Linked DNA regions of Rattus norvegicus: all the other regions are linked to region 1. The links are chromatin contacts, called in public Hi-C maps. All regions are on one chromosome and are shown on one strand. Each heading gives the region's core, a stretch centred on a gene start, on an enhancer-like site or on the middle of the called end of the contact. The rest is flanking DNA. Distances are from core to core; before and after follow the strand shown.

Region 1 (5,049 bases), core at 1,707-4,206:
GGAATCTGCTAGTTGTCAAGGTTGGTTCCTCTTCCTCAGAAAATCTGAGTACCGGGGCTGTTTTGGTCATTTGGATGACCAATCAGGCAGTTCAGACTGGTTTTATCAGGAGTCAGTCAGGGGAGTGGTCCAGTGCAGAAAACCCTGGGAAGTTGCTTAAAATGCAACCACAAGCGTCAGGGCTCTATGTCCTTTCAGGGGTCCTGGATACACACAGGTAGGACTCTGAGAGAGCCTTGTCTAAAGTCCCTCCCTTAGGATGCTGGACTTGGAAAGAGCATGGGAAGAGAAAGCTTCTCACTCATCTTTAAACGCCACTTCCACCACCACGGTCAATCCCAGGACACACCACAGCCCTGAGGACAGGAGCCCCTGACTCTCAGGAGGCTGCAGTGGCCTCATTATTGAACCTCAATCTTGCTTATTGCCCACATGGCCGGAGGGTAACTGGTAGCAGAATGGGAGAAAGGTGGCCCCCAGCTATTCTAACCACTCCCTTCTCCCTCCACACACACTCCATAACAACTCGTGCTACCTAACTACTTCAGTTCTTTTTAACTATCTTGGGTGGCAGGGGTTGGTGGGATGGAGTACACCAGCTATCAGAGCCACGCTGGGAGGACAAACAGTTGCTGAGGCTGACAATTCCTCAGCGGCTGGCTTGATGGGTGATAGGACATTGTCTTTTGGAGCTGCAGCGGTTCACCGGCCTGGCTTTTCAGCAACCAAAAATAAACCTCCACTCTGCTTAATGTCTACCCCCCCCCCCCCAAACACACAGCTTATGTCTGTTTCCTGGGCCTCCCAGGCTCAGACTCAGCTCCTCTTGCTTTGGCCTTCAGATCTAGAGCAGGACCGTGGGAAGGATCCTGGGATAATTGTTTTTTGGTTGAGTACCTTTCATCTGAGGATCTCTCAGTACTTTATAAACACTAATTAAATTGCCACAATACACAACATTTTAGAATGCGTAATGATTACCTACCACCCCAGCTCTGGGCCAACTCTTTAAAGATGGGGAACTTAAAGGATGGCACGGCTAGATTTCAGATTATCACAGAGGCGGGGCCCCAAATTGAGTGCACCTCATTTCTAGTCCTGTGTGGAAGAGGACCAAAGTGACAGACAGAGTCATGTGATCCCTACACAAATACTCATTGTAAAGTACTGTGACTGAAAAGAGAATAGAATGTCTACTTGTAAACTTCGACCCCTTTAGCTACTTTTTCCTGTTCCAAGAAACCTAACATCTTTTTTTTTTTTCTCCAGCTTTCCCATCTGTAAAACGGTGACAGACAGGATCCTCACATCTCTTACACAGGACATCTGTGCATTCTAAAACCTACCAAAGGTGTGTGTGCTTCCCAGTACAACTGCACAACCCCGATTTACAATCTAGCATTTCACTCTGCAAAAGTTCATCACGACTACACACGCCTGCTTTTCTGTTTCGCTCCAGGATGTTAGCCTCTAGGATGCTCTCTTACCAGCCAAACTCACAGGGGTAAGGATCTCCAAGCCCCAGATTCCTCATGGAGCTGGCGGGAGAATTAACGGAGTGAAGAGTTCAGAACCCGGCTCCTCATAGGACAGGCTCAGGAGCAATGATTTAAAAAGTGACTTTCAACTTTTCTGAATGTAAGAAACCCAGCCTCAGTACTTTTTTGTGCCTGGCCTCCATGTTTCTCTGGTTTGGAAATTTTGTTTTGGAGCGCCTCCACTTGGATTATCCTAGAGACTTATTTAAAACACACACACACACACACACACACACACACACACACACACACACACACACACACACACACAGACGTATATTGTTACTAGTGGCAAATCTACAACCTTCTAGAATATTTTATTCTTTTCTCATTGAAATTTGTAGTTTAGAATCAAACTTGATGGAAGAAAATCCATCAAGGGAAAAAAAAAAAAGGAGGTCTGGCTTTGGAATCTCTCCTACACCCTGTAAAGCATCCCTAGAAGTGATCCCAGACAAGGACTTACACAGACATTTATAATAGTGGTGGGCAGTCATATGAAGGTTTAACTTCCTGGACTTGTACTAGAAGGATAGCCTTCATCTATTCTTGACTTAAAAAAAAAAAAAAAGGTGTGTGTGTGTGTATGTGTCCACATGCATTCCTGCAGAGGCCCAGAGGAGTCAGGTTTCCCAGACCTGGAGTTACGAGTGGTTGTGAGCCAGCTGATAGGAATGTTGGGAACCAAACTTGAGCCCTCTGGAAGAGCAGCACACACTAACCACTGAGTCACCTCTCCACCTTGTCTTTTCAAGATGACTTTTTAAAAGCCACAAGTCTCAGTCTTTTGTAGTCAGACAATGACTGCCAGCCTCAATTCATGATTTCAGTCAGGAATGTAGGGACAGAGAGAGGAAGAACCAGGTCTAAAGAATGGGGTGGGAAGAGAGAGCAAGGCCTAAGAGAAAGGACGAGTTGAGGCAGGGAAGAATCAAAACAGCTCAGAGACATCACAGAGAAATCAACTTTGTAGACAAGAGGATTTAATTATAGTTTGTTTTAAGACATAACTCACAGAACTGTTTGTTTGGGGAAGGGAGGGGGAGGAGAAGGTGCCCATAGTGGGCTGCAATAAACTTTCCAGGCAAAATGGCTCACTTGTTCTCATCTGTGCTATCTAGTCATGCCTTTTGAAAATGGGCCATTTTTGTTATTTGTTATTTGGGTTTTTTTTTTTGTTTTGTTTTTTGGATCATTTATTTGACTTTTCCTGGAGTTTTGGACACCAGCCCACTGCCTGTTCCCATCTTTGCTCTCTGCTCCAGCAGGCTCCAGGACAAGCAGGGGCTTGAGGGCGAGGACCTGTGGGAAAGGACAGGGATGCAGGGACGTCTCCTCTGTGAATACGTGATTAGCAGCGAGAGTGCTCCGTTCCTGTTCCATGGGCCAGGGTTTCCTTAGCTGCTGGCAGAGAGCCCAGACAATTTGCTCTGGGGACAGACTTGGCTAAACTGCTGTCACTGCCAGCTCAGGAGCCCTCTATCTAGACTCACGAGTCTGAGCAGCCCAAAGGAGCTGGAAGAGGCCCGGGGTAGGGGAGGATGTGTCCAGGGTATCAGGTAGGGTGAGTGTGACTAACCCAGCAGGTTACCGGTTAGGAGCTGGCTGAGTGCTCCCCACCTACCTCCTTAAGGACGTAACCTTCTCTAGCCACAGGGACAGCTGCTAGTAGGGCTGAGGGACTAAGGGGCCCAGAATGTGGCTCTAGAGTCCAAGATGGAGTCCACATGGGCACACTGCAGGGAAAGGAATGGTGAAAGGCAAGGTGGCAGCTTGGAAGGTAGAGTACCTGCTCTCAGCACCAAGGGAATCGCCTTGCTTCCTGCCTGGCCTCCAGGACTACGGAATGATCCAGAAGCAGTGTGGAACTATTTGCACCCCAGACCTTCCCTTGACACTCCTCATGCAATGCTCAGCACGCCCCTTTTGGCTTTCCCTGGGTTGTGCGTTCAACAAACACTCCGAAGGACTTCAAACGGAGGGGAACGTAGCAGGCTCTCCATGAGCTGGCTGTGTAGGTGGACAAACACATCCAGGAAAGACGAGGTCACGAGTTTTAGAATCTGCTTCTAGCCGCCTTGCTGTGTGTGAGCTCAGACACACTGATCTCTCTTTCATGATTTTTGTTTATAGTAGAATTTTGAAAAGACCCATGGTCATGAATTATTCAGGGCCACCAGTTGCTATAGTGCCCAGTGTCTTCCAAATGTCCTCATATGGATCTGTGACTAGCTAGGATTTTAGAAATACTGGCACCCCCACTTTTCTGCTGCCCTAAGTGTCTACACCAGCCAGGCTGCCCTGAGGCTACTGCAAAGCTGGGAACTGGAATTCTGGATGAGACATCTAAGTGGCTATAGTTTATGCTCTCTCTGCTTTTCCCCTATCCTCCCTCTCTTCTCCCCTTACCTCCCCCTCTCTGCTCCCCCTGCCTCCCCTCTCTCATTACATAACTAATATTTTATAATTTCAAAAACTTCAGAAAATTAAAGGGTAAAAAATACCAGCTTACAATAATAATGGGAACATTGTAGTACATAGTCCTTGGGCTTTTCTATGCTGCTATTTTTAAGTGAAATCGTGTGTGTGTGTGTGTGTGTGTGTGTGTGGTGTGTGTGTGTGTGTGTGGTGTGTGTGTGTGTGTGGTGTGTGTGTATGTGTGGTGTGTGTGGTGTATGTATGTATGTATGTGTATGTATGTATGTGTGGTGTGTGTATGTGTGTGTATATGTTTGTGTGTGTATGCGTGTGTGTGGTGTGTGTATATGTGTGTATGTGTGTGGTGTGTGTGTATGTGTGTGTGTGTGTGGTGTGTGTGTGTATGTGGTGTGTGATGTGTGTGATGTGTGTGTATGTGTGTGTATGTGTGTGTGTGGTGTGTATGTGTGTGTGTGGTGTGTGTGTGTGTGTGTGGTGTGTGTGTGTGTGTGTGGTGTGTGTGTGTATGTGTGTGTGTGTATGTGGTGTGTGATGTGTGTGATGTGTGTGTATGTGTGTGTATGTGTGTGTGTGGTGTGTATGTGTGTGTGTGTGGTGTGTGTGTGTGTGGTGTGTGTGTGTGTGTGGTGTGTGTGTATGTGTGTGTGTGTATGTGGTGTGTGATGTGTGTGATGTGTGTGTATGTGTGTGTGTGGTGTGTATGTGTGTGTGTGTGGTGTGTGTGTATGTGTGTGTGTGTGTGGTGTGTGGTGTGTGTGTGTGTGTGTGTGTGTGTGTGTGTGTGTGGTGTGTGTGTGTGTATTCTACCATGTCATAAATATTACCTTTCCATGTTTATATACATAGATCTGTATTATAGCTTTTGATGACTGGTTAGCAGTGCAGGGCAAAGTGTGCTTAGTTTATTCAATCAATTGCCTGTAGTTGGGCATTGCATGTGTTACTAGGTTACCGTTGATATAAACTAAACTCTTTATATAAACACCACTAAATACTGATTAGATGCTTCCCTTTAGAGGAATTCTTCATAACATAAGTACCGGGTCAAATGCTGCCGTCTTTTTAAAGGCTT
Region 2 (5,049 bases), core at 1,097-3,596, 210 kb after region 1:
GCAGGAGGAAAACAAAAGGTTAGGATAAAATGAAAGGAATTTGCATTAAAAATATTACGACAAACAAAAGAAACTGGATTAAAAAAATCATACTATTGCATAAAATCATTTGTTTGCAATTCTATATAGTGCAAATTGACCTGTGGGGACAGAAAGCAGATCCTTGTTGCCTGGGGTCAGGGATGAGAGACTGACCCCCGTAGCCCTGAGGAAACTTATTACAGACATTTGTAAAATCTTACTTGGTGACAAAACTGCCTTCACCTAAATGGATATAATTCACTGTAGGTAATTATGTCTTACTAAGATTTGTGTTACAAATGTGAGGAACTGAGCTCCATTCTCCCAGGATCTAAATCAAGAAAAAAAAAAAGTTGGGTGTGGTGACATGTACTTAAAACCCTAGCGTTAAAGAAGAGAGTAGAGACAAGCGGATGCCTGGGGCTCTCTGACCAGCCAGCCTCTCCTACGTGACAAGCTCCAAGGAAGTAAGAGATCCTATCTCAAAAAAATAAGGTGGACAGCACCTGAGGAATGACAGCTGACATCCTCTGGCCACACGCACATACACACACACACACACACACACACACACACACACGTGCGCGTGTGCATTCGTGCATGCACTAACACACAGACTCACAGACACACACGCACAAGATCCACAGTATAACCTAAAAGGAAACATCTATCATGGAGTTATCTACTTAAATTGATGAGCACATGATGTGGACCAGCCTGGTTCTCAGATGCCCACCTGCTTTTTTACGAGTGGTAATGAGAGAATAAATGAGCAGAAGAAGGTTCCTGAGGACAGGGCTTATCCGGAAATGCTAATCTTGTTGATGACATGGCTCTTCGCGGAAATAAGGCCCTGGAGTACTGAGGGAACGGAGAGGAAAGAAAGCAGATGTCTCTGGGATCCAGTGGGGATCTCATTAAAGCTAAGAGAGCTTTCTGCAGTAGACTGTGGAGTTCTATGGCTTAGAGAAGGAAAGGGACCGCTGTGCCTCTGCACTGGGATGCTCACGAGCCTTCTCAATTTTGATTCCTCCCCTTATAAGCTGAAGCTAGCATTCAAGTGGAAATTCTGAAGACTCCAATTGCTACTGAGAAATGCTTCCAAAGGCAGGAGAGCCAATATCTATAGATTCAGACATAAAATGTGTTTGAATCATTAGCTCTGTGCTAATTGAGAAATTTAAAACAACACAATTAATTCCCTCAGTTTATGGAGCTAAACAGTCTGTCCTCCGCCTGCTGGTTCAGCAGCTCTCAGGCTGGCTGCACCCAGATGTACCCGCAGAACGTTTATGAACTGTAGACTCCTGACCTGACCTTTAGCACAGTGGTTCTCAACCTTCCTAATGCTATTGACCCTTTAATACAGTTCCTCGTGGTGAGGTGACCCTCCCCAACCATAATATTATTTCCACTGCTACTTCATAGTTGCGATTTTGCTGCAGTCATGAATTGTAACGTAAATATCTTTTTGGAGACAGAAGTTTGCCAAAGGGCTGGCGACCCCCACAGTTAAGAACCCCTGCTTTAGCCTGTGCCTCCAGAGACCTGGGTGTGAATCGAGCACTAAGCTACTACCATGCTGCTTAAAGAGTCGTCTCAGAGCACCAGAGCTGAAATGCAGGGAGAAGGAAACAGCATACAGACCCTCCGTGGAGGGGGCATGGGGTGTTCTAGAACGAAGCAGTGTGGTAGGAGACATCTGCTCTGGCAGGAGGTAGAACAAAGTACAGAGCAGGGGCTGGGGGACGCTTATGAAGCTACAGACCTGGAGCTAGGAAAGGCTGAGGCGGGGCTTGGCAGGCTCAGCACCGCCGAGGCCTAGGCACTGAAGTGCTGGTGTTTCATTCAGTGCCCAACTGGAGATCGCATCCAATTCTCATGCCTTTAAAGGTTCTATAACTCCTGAACGCCTATGAAGCACAAGGATAGACAAGTACCGGGGTGCAACAAATTCACCCCAGAGCTCCAGTGTTCGGAAACGAGACCCAAACTCGCCTAGATCTGCGCTTGCCCACTAGCCCCTCCCCAGTCCGGGGAGACAGATGCGTCCGGAGAGAGCCTTCATGCTAACTAACACAGTTCAATCTGCCCCTTGGGGGAACTGTGCTTAATCTGCAGTTTTATTACCAGCTCTGTCCCTAGTGAAGAGGATGGCTCATGGATTTAGGAGGAAAGAGTCCTCAAAACCACACGGGGTCCTCTGGCTTCCAGAGCTACGTTTTGTCCCCTTTGCTGATGATCCTCAGCGGTGTCATTAAGGGAGGCCGCTGAGATTGCAGCTGGTAGACATTATTGTCTGTCCCTCCCTTTCAGCTGGTCCCTAGTGGCTCTCTGACTGCCTCCCTCCCTCCCTCCCTTCAGCTCTCACTGGTTTGATGTTCAGGCGCCTCTATGCCCTCGTGTCAGCAGGCCCGCAGGGGCACTCTGGCTCTCACCCCGTGTTCTTATATCCTGAGAGGAAAGACGAATGTGGAGGGACATGATTACAGTCGGTCTCTCGGACATCTCTAGCTTACTTTATCTCATCACCCTCCAGGGTGGCCAAGAAGTTCCTTAGCAGGCCTCCTGGAACCTCTCTTCCTCTTTCCTGCCTGTCTCCAGACTGCAGCCTGAAGGGAAAGTCAGACATCCACAAGACCATGCACCCCATCCACCTCCGGTGGTTTATTCAGGCTGAAGGGCAGACTCTCACAGCCCTCCACTTCCGAGCTACAGTCTTGCCACTGAGAATTGGTATAATAAACACCTCCTACTTTGTGGTAGACATTTATATTCTTCCAGGCTAATCCTTGCTGTGGAACTGGAAACCGAAAACATTAATAAAATCTTTTGTCTCCCTCAAAGGCAACCTTTAAACTTCTTGTCTTTCTGCAAAACTCCATTTTTTATGTCCAAAATCAGATCTTGACTTTATTTATTTATTCATTCATTTATTTTTGGCTTGCACGTTTGAAGACATAGTCAGGAAAAAGAGAAAAGCACATTGCTTTCTCCAAATCACGGCCATCATTGCTCCTGTGGGAAGCTATCCAGATATTTGGATGAGATAGATGTAACTTGCTATTATCAGAGGAGAATAGAGAGCAGGAAGGAAGGAAGCATATGAGGAAATACTTCCCAAGCAGGACCTCCAGGATTGGCCAATGCACCTGACAACAGTGGACAGGAAGGTAACACGTAAGAATTAGGAACACATGATGGACTTCTTTCTGGAGTGGGGACTCCTGGGGCAGAAACAGGCTAATGTGAAGAAATCAAGCTCTCTGTTTTAAAACAACTTAAAATTCCAGCAAAAGCCAGGCTTGGTGGCCGCGCCTTTAATCTCAGCACTTGGGAGGCAGAGAGAGTTGGAATTCTGTGAGTTCAAGAGCAGCCTGATCAACCAAGTGCATTCCAGGTCAATCAAAGCTATATACAGTGAAACGCTATTTAAAAAAACAATTGCAACAAAATTAAAATAAATTATGTACACACATGAAATTGTCAAATAACAAAAATAACCAATAAAAAGAAAACTAAATTTTTTTTTAAAAAATTCCTTGTAGAGAGACAAGCAGATGGAAAGATGGTATTTGGGAGCCAGCTACACACAGATGGTGGCTTAATGTTGGGCAGACAGAGTGAAGACAGCCTCTCCCTGGCGATAAACAGTGCACCAGGGGCCAAAGTCTCCGTGGGTCAAAGGAGAAAAAACAAATCTCAACCAGACTCCAGGTAGACAAGGAAAACTCTTGGGTGTCACAGAACGTTTAAAATCCAGGAACAGCCACCGTGAATTTAGCCTTAATCGGAGGGAGAGAATAGACAGGTATTTAGAACTAAATCATCGATCGCTATTCTTTGAGTTTTTATTTCAGAGAAAGTTGCCATGTTTATTGGGAACAGTTATAGGAAAAAACACCCGCAAGGCAGGAAACCGGCAAGAAACAACGGGCACTCTAGGGGTTGGGGATTTAGCTCAGTGGTAGAGCGCTTGCCTAGCAAGTGCAAGGCCCTGGGTTCGGTCCCCAGCTCCGAAAAAAAGAAAAAAAAAAAAAGACTGGGCAAACAACTGGGCACTCTAGAATTTTAACACTGACTTCCTAGGCGAGAAGTTGCCTGTAGGGTGGGCTCTCCAGCTACTCAAGGCTAGGCAAGGATGGGAGCGCAGAGAAAGGAGGGAAGAAAACCCGTACGACTATTTGCAAGGAAATAGCCCCACCTGCTGGTACGGGTTTCCGTGGGTTACAGATCTGAGTGAGTTTCCGCGGGTGAGCCCTGAGTTCTTTCTAAGGCGCTTTACTACTTAACAAACGCAACCTTCGTGCTCCCTCTAGAGGCCAACAGTGTGGATATAACAAATATCCTAACCGCTGCAGTTTCATTTTATTAATTAAACTGGTTCTTAGACAATTTCAGCAGTACATACCGACCATGCTCACTGTACCCTGTTCTCAGATCTCCCTCCCACCCCGTCCGCCACATTCCCATTCTCCCCTCAGATCTTTCTTTTTTTTTTTTTTTCGGAGCTGGGGACCGAACGCAGGGCCTTGCGCTTTCTAGGCAAGCGCTCTACCACTGAGCTAAATACCCAACCCAACCCCCTCAGATCTTTCTTTTAGGATCATGTCTTCATTTCCTTTTGAGATCCATTGAGTTTAACCGGTGCCTTCTGTGTGATCATGGGCTTGGAGCTGGAGTCTGGTAGGCTGAGCAGTGGGTACACCAGTGATGGTCAGTGGCACAGGGCAGGGCCCTGTGGGCCCCCTCCCCTTCTATGACTGACTGAGACAATCTTGTGTGGGCCCCTTACAAATAACCAGTTACTGTAAAGGATCGCAAGGGTCGGATCTGGTCTTAAAGGACGTCATTTCCTTGCCTGCCACTCCATCTTTGAAATTTTACATACTGTCTTCCCCCTCTTCCACAGTGTTACCTGATCCTTAAAGGAAGTGGTGTACAGGCTTGTTTAGGGCTGATGCCTTCTCTCTCAGCGGCGGGCACAGCACGCTCAGGCACTTTGAAAGCTAGCCCGCTGGGCTAGGG
Region 3 (5,049 bases), core at 1,341-3,840, 140 kb before region 1:
ATTAATCTTTTCTTGGTGCTGGCTTTCATGTAATAAAATAATTGTTTGCAGGTTTTTTTTTTTAAAGAAAGAAAACGGGGCTTTAGAAATCAATATGTATAACATCCAAGTTGAAAACTGGAAAGAATTTTTATCAGAAAGTTAGTTGGGAGGCAGGAGTCATTTACACAAAACTCTAAAACTTGAGGGCTCAGTCCAAAACAATTCTATCTGAAACTTGCATTCCAAGCAACTGCCACAAAAGGCTACACAGCCCATTATGTCATAAGTTCTGAAAGCCAAAAGCTTTATAAGTATAGTTAAATGTGGAATGGTCCACAACAGACCCCTGAGTTCAGCCAACCCAGTTGAATGACACATTTTTAAAAACCTGTACAGCACACTGGCATTTTGTTTTAAAAGGAGGGCCTCCAGCCTGCCTGTGTGGCTTTCAGGTATTTTCCTGTAAAGCCAGGGGTATCTTAAATCTACACACTTAGACTGTGTATCTGAAACTCATATCTTACCCCTGTTAACCCCCAAAAGGAAGCTATGGAAAAGACAGAAAGACTTGCCTGTCTCAGAATCTTTTGAGCCCTGAAAGAACTGAGATTAGTGTGGCCCATCAGCGTCAGATCGCCAGTACCTACAAGCGACTCAAAGCTGGTAGGTGGGGAGCGGGAGTCGGGGGCGGTGTGGGGGGGGAAGGGGGGTGGGGGGAGTTCTTATTACAGTCAGTCCGATTTCTGGAGAAGATATCCTGCAGATGACTTGATATGGGATATCCCCTGAGGGACCCTCTCCATCTAATAATCTACCAGAGGTCTACTTTACTATGAAATATGAAGTCAGTATGTTTACAAACATATCCTCCCCTTAAAAACCTCACATTTCAATGTCAACCACCTCCAATTGTGGAGTATTCTCATTTTTAACGTAAAACTATAATTTCTCAAAACCACACCCAAGGAAAATGATTAGGTGCTAGAAGTTTTACTACAAAGGACCAGAGCAAAAGGCATCTGTTTTCCTGCTCCTTTCTGCACTCTTCCCCTCCCCCCACTCTCCATCCTGCAAGCCATTTGCAAGGTCTTGGCTGTTAAAACTTTCTACTGCAGTCTCAATACTCTAGATTCGGGATAGGAGAAAACAAACAAACAAAACCGATTTTTGTCCTTTTAACAATGACGGGCCTAAATTTATGCACAGTCCTTAAGAAAACTCAAAAGTCACAAGCCCTTTAAATGACAGATGTATTACGGAAAAATTTCCCCACAGAGTTTCTGATGCTGTGAAGTATCAACTCCCTGAAACCACAGAAAGGAAATGACTTACATTCTTGGAAAATGAAGCCACTAGCAGCTTTCTCCAAAAGCATTCTCTAATCCCCAAACTACACACTGTGGCAACAGGGGGTATTTCATGCAAAAGCTAAAAGTAGATGCTTCGAAAACCGGTAAAAAACAAAACAAAACAAAACAAAAACACATCACTTGGTCCAAAGAAAGGAGGGAATCATGTGTGGAAAATCTGGCAAGGTATACACTTTTCCTTCCACGTTCACACGTGCCGAGAACCCTTGCACAAGTTTTCCTTCCCCACTGTGGGCACTACACAGCTCCCGGGGGGCAATGCTAGCAAAACATACTGGCTGCTTATATAAATAAATAAACAAATCCCCAAAAGGTGTAAGAGGGCCACTGAGGCAGTATTTCTTCCGACACTAGCCACAAAACTGTACGGTCTGAAAATTGTGCCAGCTTTTATTTCAACTTTAAATGTGCTTGTTTTGACAGCTTTCCATCTATTCCTTGCCTTTAAGAAAGCGCTCCACCATTAGGCTAAGCCATGCCAGAACTCCAAGTGTTGTTTAAATCCTGTAGACTTCACATGGGTGGCCCCGATCTGTTCACATCCCGGCTTTCCCGGAGGGAAGGCTAGTGGTCTCCTTTACCTGGTCGTGATAAGTTCCTCCAGAAACCAAAATTCTGCAGGCCGCACCCCGGACTCGTGTGTCCCCGAGGCTCCCCTCAGGGGTTTCCCACACTAGGCATTGGCGGGGATACGGGACAGCCGCGCTGGGGTGCCTTCCCAAGCTGGCTGCCCGGCCTGCGTGCACAACAGGCAATACCGCACATCGCTCGGGTGCACGGGACTCACGGCTGGTCCCAGTTAGTCACAGACGGGGCACTACAGACAGGCGCCCCTCGAGCCAGAGTCCTGGGCGCAGAAACGCAGAGCCCGGGCCCTTAGCTCCGCGCCTCCCCCGCGGTCGCGGCTGCCTGGGGGCCCCGGCCTCCCGCCCCAGCGTGGGCGAGCTCCAACTCGCGGAGAGGCGACCTGCCCGCCCGGTGCCCGACGCCCAGAGCCCCGTGAGAAAGAAGAAAGACGCCGAGAGCCGCAAAGCCCGGAATCGCACTTTAGACCAGCAGGGGGCACAGCGGCGGCCAGGGCGCGCCGTCCCAGAAAGGGGGCCAGCAGGCCGGCGCCTGCACCCGCGCGTACCTCCAAAGTCGCCAGAGCCAGGCGTCCGACTCAGAATCGGCGTCTGCTACAGCGGCGCCGAGCCTACTCGCAGCTCCCAGCTCTCCCGCTGCCGCCAGACCCACACTGCAGCTGCCCCGCCCCCCGCCCACGCCTTCCGCTCCGCCCCCTCGAGTTCACGCCCACGGCCCGCCCGAGACACGCCCTCCCTGCCCGAGGCCCCGCCCCACCTCGAGTTGGAGGCGGAGACCAAGCAGCGGAAGAAGCAGAGAGCTGGGGCGGGGGGGGGGGGATCGCGGCTGCACGTGGAGCGCTGCTCTCCCTGTCCCGCCCCGCCCCGCCCCGGACCCAACCAAGAGACCTGCGGAGGGGTGAAGAGACCCAGGGACCGGAGAACGCGAAGGAAGTGTTCACTCCTCTAGGCATCGGATAACCGAGCCGGGCTCAACTGGGTTATATAAAGTGGACTCTGCTTTGCATGCCTTTCCTGTGGCACCGAGGCCGGGGGGAGGGCAATAGACTGTCGACTCTCCCTTCCGTCTAAAAGATTCTCTTCTCCGCTATTGCCCTCTACACACCCTAGTCCCCTGACGCTCCCTCACCGGCCTAGACGGGTTACCTGGGAATGGTTGTTTTACCTGAGCCACCGCTTGATAATTCAAAACTGGGGCGGCCTCTGCGAAGAGAGGCGGTCCCTAGTACTGGAGACTTCGTGACTCCTCTGTCCCCTCCCGTCCGGCACCCACTTCGCCCTCACAGTTTTATCCTGCATGTGGGCTGTGAGTGTCGCCCAAGCCCATCCGCCCCCGCTCAGTCTGTCTCCCCAGGTTGAAATAGCCTCTGCCTGTGGCCCTCAAAATGATGTTTACCCTTGGTGAAGGTGGCCTTCGTTGCGGTGAGCAGTGCAAAAGACAGCCTAAATGATTTCATTATTCCCAAAGACCCCAGCAGAATGGAGGTCTCATTGCTCCTTTTGGTAGACAGGTGAAGAAGTCCTTTTTGTTCTGCTCCCATCTGGATCTGCTGGGATGCCTGGCATCGTAAGTAGAGGGACCCCAACTGGCACCCACAGAGCTACAAGCTTCAGGGTGTTCTGTGAACGTTGCTGCTCCAGAGAGGAGGGCCTGAGCGTCTAGCTTTCTCATTTAGGTGCAGACACCTGAGGAAGAACACTTGATATCCATAGAAGCTAGCTTTGAGATCGCTGATTGCTGTGATTAAACACCATGACCAAAAGCAAAGTGTTTATTTCAGTATACAACTTGCAGGCCACCCTGCATCGCTGAGGGAAATCAGGACAAGAACTCAGTGCAGGAACCTGGCATCCAAATTGACGGAAAGGCATGGAGAAATGTTGCTTACTGGCCAGGCTCAGCGTGCTTCTTTAAGTATGCAGGACCACCAAGCCAGGGATGGTAACTCCTCCCTTTCCTGTGAGCAGCGCCATCTGACGTCAATCATCATTTAGAAAATTAACCGAAGGCCAGTGTGGTTGGGGGCATTTTCTCAGTGGAGGTGCCCTCTTCCCAAATAATCTAGCCTTTTGTCAATCAAATTGATATAAAAACTAGCCCACCATTCTGGTGGGCCATGGTGGTACAGACCTTTAATCCCAGCACTTGGGAGGCAGAGTCTGGCAAGTGGATCTTTGAGTTTGAGGCCAGCCTGGTGTACAGAGTGCGTTCCAGGACAACCTGGGTTACACAGAGAAACCCTGTCTTGGGAAAAAACAGAACATTGGATATTAATTGGTAATTAATTGATGTCTAATGAGATAAATGGCATACAAATAAACATATGACTGTTTTGGAAAAGAGCTCCTAAATCTGATTTATTTTCAGGTTACATATATCAAAATCTAGCTGAGAAAAAAAACCCCAGCATATTGTTAGACTGTGAAACATAATTGCAATTATAAAATAATTAGGCAACACAAAGAGCAAAGTATTTTAAGGAGCTTAAAAAAAAGTGTGTTTAAGATCTGACTTACTGTCCAAGGCTAGATTGTGATAAAATTTACTATGTGAGTTGTTTTTCTGAATTGTAATGGTCACATTAACAGTTTGAAGTCCAGGGTTGGGGATTTGGCTCAGTGGTAGAGCGCTTGCCTAGGAAGCACAAGGTCCTGGGTTCGGTACCCAGCCCCGAAAAAAAGAAAAGAAAAGAAAAAAAAAAAAAACAAAAAAACAGTTTGAAGTCCACAATAGTCACTCTTACATGATAAAGGTTTGTAAACCATTTTGAACTATCCGAGTTGGTTTTATAAACCCCTGCAACACAAAATGCCACTTGGAAGCAGCAAACAGTCCACTAAAGGTAGAGAGGGGACTGAGAAAGGATGTGTTCCTTACCACAGGATGTTCCTAATGTGCTCCTCACTAGGAGGAATGCAGTTCTGTGTGTAGTCTGGTTTTACCCTTTGATGCTGGGATCTAGTTTATTTTCACTGGTGCAATGAGATGTTTCTCTGAAGTAGACCACTTCACCAAGTGATGCATTCTGCATATCTTAAATTATTACTTTTTCTGAAGCATTTAAATATCAGCATGATACATTTTTAGTATTGTTTTTCTTTGGATCTAATCC

What was found. A called contact is a pair of places that touch in the nucleus more often than the background predicts.
Region 2: a Hi-C map of frontal cortex shows a contact between it and region 1, with 3 times the contacts expected there. The contact joins two enhancer-like sites. A contact is called at or near these places in 3 of 12 Hi-C or Micro-C datasets (the A7r5 cell line, frontal cortex and psoas muscle).
Region 3: a Hi-C map of the A7r5 cell line shows a contact between it and region 1, with 2.5 times the contacts expected there. The contact joins the promoter of Frmd6 here to the enhancer-like site in region 1. A contact is called at or near these places in 1 of 12 Hi-C or Micro-C datasets (the A7r5 cell line) and 1 of 1 datasets of contacts at active chromatin or transcription factors (oligodendrocytes).

What each region holds. Positions count from the first base shown.
Region 1 is chr6:94,936,603-94,941,651 of GRCr8, reverse strand. No RefSeq gene overlaps it. Among named protein-coding and RNA genes, the nearest start is that of Frmd6, 140 kb to the left of the region's middle. Within about 2 kb of position 2,956, at least 48 of the 93 cell types and tissues checked have an H3K27ac peak or open chromatin away from gene starts, as enhancers often do. A contact at or near this core is called in the A7r5 cell line, where this site is marked.
Region 2 is chr6:94,730,203-94,735,251 of GRCr8, reverse strand. No RefSeq gene overlaps it. Among named protein-coding and RNA genes, the nearest start is that of Tmx1, 36 kb to the right of the region's middle. Within about 2 kb of position 2,346, at least 13 of the 93 cell types and tissues checked have an H3K27ac peak or open chromatin away from gene starts, as enhancers often do.
Region 3 is chr6:95,079,527-95,084,575 of GRCr8, reverse strand. Frmd6 (FERM domain containing 6) reads right to left here and starts at 2,590. Exons shown (of 14, transcript NM_001399291.1): 1 at 2,485-2,590. LOC134479217 (a long non-coding RNA gene) reads left to right here and starts at 2,721. Exons shown (of 2, transcript XR_010052262.1): 1 at 2,721-3,503.